Regions from separate parts of the Gasterosteus aculeatus genome. Here region 1 is linked to region 2. Evidence: chromatin contacts called from public Hi-C data. All regions are on one chromosome and are shown on one strand. The core of a region is the stretch at or near the end of the contact, and the rest is flanking DNA. Distances in the headings are between cores, read along the strand shown.

The links. Hi-C and Micro-C count contacts between places; a contact is called where the count stands out from the background.
Region 1: a Hi-C map of tail fin shows a contact between it and region 2, with 3 times the contacts expected there. The contact joins the promoter of arhgap32b here to the enhancer-like site in region 2. A contact is called at or near these places in 3 of 6 Hi-C or Micro-C datasets (skeletal muscle, tail fin and whole body).

What each region holds. Positions count from the first base shown.
Region 1 is chr7:16,352,380-16,355,492 of fGasAcu3.hap1.1, forward strand. It overlaps arhgap32b (Rho GTPase activating protein 32b), which reads right to left and starts at 1,726. Exons shown (of 23, transcript XM_040180162.2): 1 at 804-1,726. It overlaps LOC120821537 (vacuolar protein sorting-associated protein 26B-like), which reads right to left. Exons shown (of 6, transcript XM_040180166.2): 6 at 2,348-3,113.
Region 2 is chr7:16,318,059-16,321,657 of fGasAcu3.hap1.1, forward strand. arhgap32b (Rho GTPase activating protein 32b) reads right to left here. Exons shown (of 23, transcript XM_040180162.2): 3 at 1,898-2,003. Among protein-coding and RNA genes, the nearest start is that of arhgap32b, 34 kb to the right of the region's middle. Within about 2 kb of position 1,268, at least 1 of the 9 cell types and tissues checked has open chromatin away from gene starts, as enhancers often do.

The sequences.
Region 1 (3,113 bases), core at 476-2,975, 35 kb after region 2:
ATGGGAAAGCATCAAGAGACAACTACACCCAGCGGTGCCCTTGAGCAAGGCACATGTTGCCCAAAGGCTGACTGGAGATACTATGAGAGTCCTGTGGTTGAACAGGGGAGCACGGATATGAATGGTGTGTGTGTGTGTGTGTGTGTGTGTCCCAGTTTGTAGTTGGTTTGCTTTGTTAAATAAGGATTAAGGGCCTCCATGCATATCTGATTAAACCGTAATCTAATAAGGGAGTGGAGCATCAGAAGAGCATTGGAACTGTGGATCAAGTAACGAGAGAGAGAGCGAGCTCAGCTTTTAAGAGAGTCCCTCCTGGATCGCACATAGCTCAGGATTCAACGTTTCAAATGGAGCACAAATAGGAGAAACGTTTCTGACCCTCTCTCATAGGTCAGTGGGGCCCTTCGGTGTGTCCGCTGGAGCGGCACCACTGGTTCCAGTGAAGTTGCTGATGTTGGGATCCGGGCTGCACAACAGAAGAGTCCACACCAGGAGGACAACGCTGTCCAACGCGTCCTTTGTTACAAAGGGAGTTCATTTAACTGAAGTCACACTTGTTACTATTAACGTTGGTAACTGGACTCGACATAGAGTTTGGTAGTCGACGTTTGAACGAGAACAAAAGATGAACCCGAGAGCCCACCGTGGAGCGGACACACACACACACACACACACACACACACACACACGGTCTACCATTCACCGTGTGGCCGCTAGACACCGAGCGCAGCTCTACGCCGGCGAAGTGAAGTGAGAGGCGGGTTGGGGTCAGCATGGCCGCGCTCGGTGGGACCGGAGAGTACCTGTGTGTGGTTGAGGCGGGTCGGGGACCCCCGTTGGTCCGTGAGATGAGTTCAGCTTTCACCGTCTCCGTCTGGCGCTCCGCCGCTGTTCACTTCTCCTTCATCCCGGCGTGAACCGCAGCTCGCACCCAGACGTCAGGCAGAAAGAATTCGAGTCTATTCGTCAATGTCCCCCTGTCTCTCTCTCGGTCTCCAGCGGTAGTATTCAGTTAGGTTGACCCCAAACAACAAAAAGGCTCCCCCGGGACGGCAAGGTTCGCGGGAAGCGTTCAGTCCATTGCTGTGCTGTTCTGGGGGAAATAAAGACCACTACAGTCCTCCGTGGACCTTTTCCTAACAAAAGGTCAGCTAAATTGGCCCCTCGCTGGAGTTCCGGGACGCTGTTTCCACGTTTAAACTTGTCCGGGGGCTCTTCCTCCGGATGCAGCTGCACGGGGAGGCACGCAGCTCCGTGGAATCCGACCGGAGCGGCGCTATCTCTGTGCGACGTTCACGTGCTGTCGGAAAGAAGAAACCCAAACGACTAAGGAAATAGGACAACGTGCTATCGTCACGCTGTTCTCGGCAAGACGCGTGGGCTCGGGGATACGTCTGTGTCTGTGAATTCAAATTGTTAGACCCAAACAACTTCACACAACGGATCCATTTACATCGCTCGGATAACCCCGCTGGAGACTTGTTATAATCACCGTCGCGCTGCCGCCGTGCATTTGTTTGTTTGTGTGTTTCTCAGCGTAAACGCTTCACCTAATCGATTTCCATATGTGGCTAAATAAAGTTGGATCGGATATAGTTACCTTTTAAATAAAGCATTAATTTATTTTGTAGGAACGATGTTCATCAATCAACTGTAAGTGAGCCGCAGTTAGCCAGAGGCTAATTTCCATCTGTTGTCCCGATGATTTCTTTCCTCACCAAAGTTCAGCAATACATTCGATCCAAACCTGCCCTCTAGTGACCACAGCTGTTCCGCACGGGGAGGATTATTCTGCGGGACCATCAATCAGGCTTTTTATTTAGGGCGATCATGGGACTTTTTATTTCACAACTCCAAACAAATAAGCTCTGACCAGCTGGGGAAAGTCCCCATTGCTGTCAGAAGGACACACACAGCGATGCAACAGCTCTTCAACGCCGTCAACCACAGATTCCAGGGTTATTTCTACATGCAGACGCACGAGTCGGAGAACCAGTTTATGGATTTACTTCTCATTACAGGACCGTGGTTCAAGTGCATAGACACTGAGCTGGCATGCACTAAACATCAGGAATAATCTGCAATAATCTCTCAATAATGTGGTTTTAATGGCTCCATCTAGTTGTAAATGATGATCACAATTAATATTGTACATTCTAGTTAGTATTGAAGAGTGCCATTTTTTAATTTGAGTTTTATAGAAGGAAAAACATGCACCCAAATCAAACATGGTGATGGTATACATGTCATGCTAGTGAAAGAGAGAGAGCTGAGCCTGGGGAAAGATCATCTAGTGTCTTGACTTGAAGTGTTACAAAAAGGACAATTAACAGACAGAAGAAGCGCCTTTCAGTTACTCCCTTTTAATTAAAAGTAAAACAGGAATATATAAAATTGATTAAAATCAACATTTATAGACAGAGAGACCATACAGGACATTAAAACAAACAAAAAGCTGAGGAGGATGCATTTACACTGTACATTTCATAATTCAGTGCACAAACCGGGCTGGTTTGGCTTCTGTGTTTTTGCACCCAACAGTCAGTCTCATGAGAGAGAAGCAGGAACGGTGACTAACCAGGAAGTCAGCGTCACAGTGGTTCCCTCCACAGAAAGCCAAGGGATTGGATTAATGCAGGAAATCAGCTCTGCATCAAACCAGAAACCACAAGTAAACAGCTGACGTTGGGCTTTAAAGGAGCGCGGTCACATGACCTCAACGCCACTCACACAGAGGACCGGTGTTCTCAGGATGGCGTCTAGTTATCTCATTTAGAGCTGCCTTTTTAAAGACACTTAAATTCATTTTATGAAACGTTAAAATTTCTTCAGCTCGCGTTAAACGTAGACATTATTTCGGGCGTCTAAACACAAAAACAAACCAAGGATTTGGGGACAAGATTGAACATGAAAATGCTGATTCACTTTGGCAGCAGGAAGAAAAAAAAAAAAGATTCAGATTTTAAAACTTTAAAATGTTGTGTGCACCATGGATCAGAACGCTGGGTTCATTTCCACGTCTTTTTGATCCGTAGTGGCACGGGATGGTCAGTAGATGTGGATCTTATAGTTATTAGGGGTTAAACCCCATCTCTGAATATATGCTCAGACAC
Region 2 (3,599 bases), core at 18-2,517:
TTATAGCGGGTGGCAGATTTGTTTTTCAGTAACCAGGTTATTGGAGCACACCTGGGAGAGAAACCAGGTACGACAAGGTAGTAAGATGGTTGTAAGATTGATTTACAACACAGTTCTATGAGAGTCTGATTGAAAGTAAAATGCCTCCGTGGGACAAAAGTACCAGAAAGTCACTGGCCAAGTGAGGTCAGAGAATGTGACGATGGGTAATGTCAAAGGGAAACAAGCTGGAGCAGAGCTGTGCCAGACGGTCAGTGACAGTGAAGGTGGAATGCAGACAAGGTCGTCCATGCAACGTGTTAGCGGTACCAAGCTGTCAGAGGCGTCTGCCCTGGTGTGGGCGGCTGGTTAGACACGGGCGTCACTTTAACTGCACATCCAGAGTACAGTTGACTGGTTAGTCCATCATAAGAAAAATAACTATTTTGATAATCGATCTATTAGAGATGCAAAATATTCTCTGATTCCAGCGTGTAATTTAAGTGGATTTGACGTAGGTCATTAAGGCCATTTTAGTTTGTTCCTGAAGGAGGCTTGAACAAAGATGGTGAATCGTTGGGAGAATATTTCAACATTTAATGATCTCCATTGAGACTAAAAGAGGCAAAGAGAGCCGGTGGAGCACAGCGAACGCACCACACATCTCCCAGTATTTTTACCAGTTCCGTTACTGAAAACAATAACCAGCTAAATCAATGTTGATGGAAGTAACACAGCCATAATATATGAAAGCTCAGGCTGCCACTATGTGAAATATTCAGGCTGAGCTACTTTCATGCATACCTACCAGTAAAACGTGTAAGTGTGCGCACGCGTGTGTGACCATAAAACAGCCATGGGCATATTCCTCGAATGCGTGACTCAGATGTTTGAAATCAATGTGAAAGCTTTGAACTCATTCCTTCTTATCCCTGTTCCCCTCTGTCATAGCAAATCTAGGACCACTGAAAACGTTTCCAGTGTTCCCTTTATCCCGCCGTCGCAGGATTTCTCCCTTTAATGCGCCGCTCTGCAGCCCGCACGGAGCAAGTCCAACCCACACGGGGCAGCAGGGCGTCGGTGTGACAGCTTACACTAAGTTGCTCAGGCTTCTCATCGTCTCCTCCGATCAGGACACATGAATACTGGAAGCAGCTACCGCTCGAATCAAATATTGAACAATGAATGGCAGAGTAAGGGTATCAAAAGCCCCGCCTCTTGTGATCAATATTAATTAGCCTGGCGAGATTCTCACACACACAGCCAACCGCGGGTGGCTCGGCATGTTACCATGGAGACGGCCTCATTTTTTTGTCAACGTGCTGTTGATGCTGAAGGAGCGAGACCCGAACCAAAGATGGTAAGGGAGGAAATTGTGAATGACGGTGAATGGAATCCGGCCTTCAGAGGGACGGGCTGAAATCGACAGAAGACACGGGAGTACGCAGGAGAGGGAAAGCATTAACACAGCAATAAGAAGGTGGTAGGAAGCAAAAAGCAGTCAGCCCTGACCTCCTGATGACATCACACAGGAGCTGTACGGGGGAATGCAGAATGTCCGTGTCAATCCAATCAGACATTCAACAGACTTTTGTCCTGCCGGCCTTGTACTCCGTCTCTGTGCGGTGCTGAGAACCTTTCTATCTTGCGGCTGGAGCCAAACCGCAAGAATACAAATACACTACAAATAAGAATTGTTCTCTCTAAAAAGAATTTCTTCTTAGAAAATGAAAATTATTATCAGCCAAGAAATCCATACTAATTATCAAGTTCACACGTATGAGCTTTAGTTGAGTCGAGACAAGAGCAGGACATTGAAGGAAAAAACGGTTTCCCACTCCAACGTATGTATTCAAAACAGTATCACATGTGCAAATGTTTATATGCAAAAGAGAGAATGTGTGTGAGTGTCTCTCACCATGGCACTGATGGTCTCCTCCCAGTCAGGTCTCTCTCTAGGATGGATGTTAGCCAGTTCAGGCACGATATCGTCGTCCTCCAGGTGGCGTCCAGGCCTCAGGCCCCTGCAGAAAAAACACACAAATCCAGGTGCTATTTCACTGATCAGTCCGTTAAAACGCTAAAATGACAACCACAACAATTTCCATGACGCCATGTAATGTTTTCAAATTGCTTGTTTGACAATCGATTTAAGTAATGATTGCTTATCAAAGTAGTTAAAGATGAATGTTCTTCATCGACTCGTCTTAGATGGACAGATGTCGCAAAAGTCAGTGTTTACCCTACAATTATGTGCGTAGGATTTGCTGCGCACGGCAGTTCTGTCCTGATGGACACACATAGACACGTGCGCACACGAGATGAGGGAAGGTATGGCTACCTCTTTGAGGTTCAAGTTCAGGTTCGGCATGCTAGGGAAGAAGTACAGTTTTTTGGGACGAACACGATGTGGTCACCATGCAGAAACCCCAATAGAAGGAAATGGAACTGGACAGAACATTTAACATATCTGACAATGGTTAAATTGAATTAGCATTAGGCCTTCAAAGAACCACTTAGAAAGTATGAATACAATTAGTGCAAGAGGACAATTGGAGGGAAATGATAAAACACGGTTGTTATTATTATTAGAGATTGTAAAACAAAGACACTACATGTTTTGCAAAAAAAGCCTTAAAGGAGAACAGTAAACACAATTGTAAACCCAAAGCCAATTAAAAGGTAAAAGACATAATATTGTAGTTCTGCCCACTGCACCAAATCCTGAACAAAGCACCGAACGGACACACACAGGGTGTATACACACACACACACACACACACACACACACACACACACACACACACACACACACACACACACACTCCCAATGGACCTTGTTAAAGCAAGTGATGCTGAAAAAGATCCTTTAGAAATGGAGCAGACAGTCACCGTTTTGAAAATGACTGGACAGGAGGTCAGGAAGAAAACATGAGAGCGCTAAGAAACTACTGGGAGATGCAAATTCATAAATATTACATAAATCCACATTGGCTTGAAAAAGTTAGTGAACTAGTTTTCACTATCATCTGCATTATTATGATTCAGACTAACATTGAATCCATATTGGCATTTTCTACTCCTGTACTACTTTTCTGCCCTGCATCCATTCCCTACACTCACCCACTATTGAATTAATCTTTAGCATTTGGAATCAACCAAAGGGTGATATGTTAGAGCTTCATGAAATGTTTTTTGGGCTTTCAATAAACTGCTATCTTGCTGCACGTTTCAGCCCCTTCGGGCAGTGTAGTTCTCCTTGTGGCATCACTGACAATGACGACCAGTTACCAGTGGATGCAGGGAAGCACTTGGAGAATGGCAGTGAATGGGAAAAGATGCTCAACATCTAATTCAGAGCATATGAAGTGCTTCCAGATGGCTCTCAACATTGCAATTGCTGATTGCTACCAGCTACGTGTGCTAAGAGGGCCAATAGCAGCCACAGTGCAGACAGTTAACCTGAGGGACAACTAGGAGCTATTAAAGCATTAAAATTAAATGATCTATGTAAAGACAGATAACACTGTTAGTTCTGTCAGTACCTTTGCCATTGTAGATGCTGTTAGCATCTTTGGCTGTGAACCGGCAAGCCTTCAAGAGGCATATTTAAAAGACAG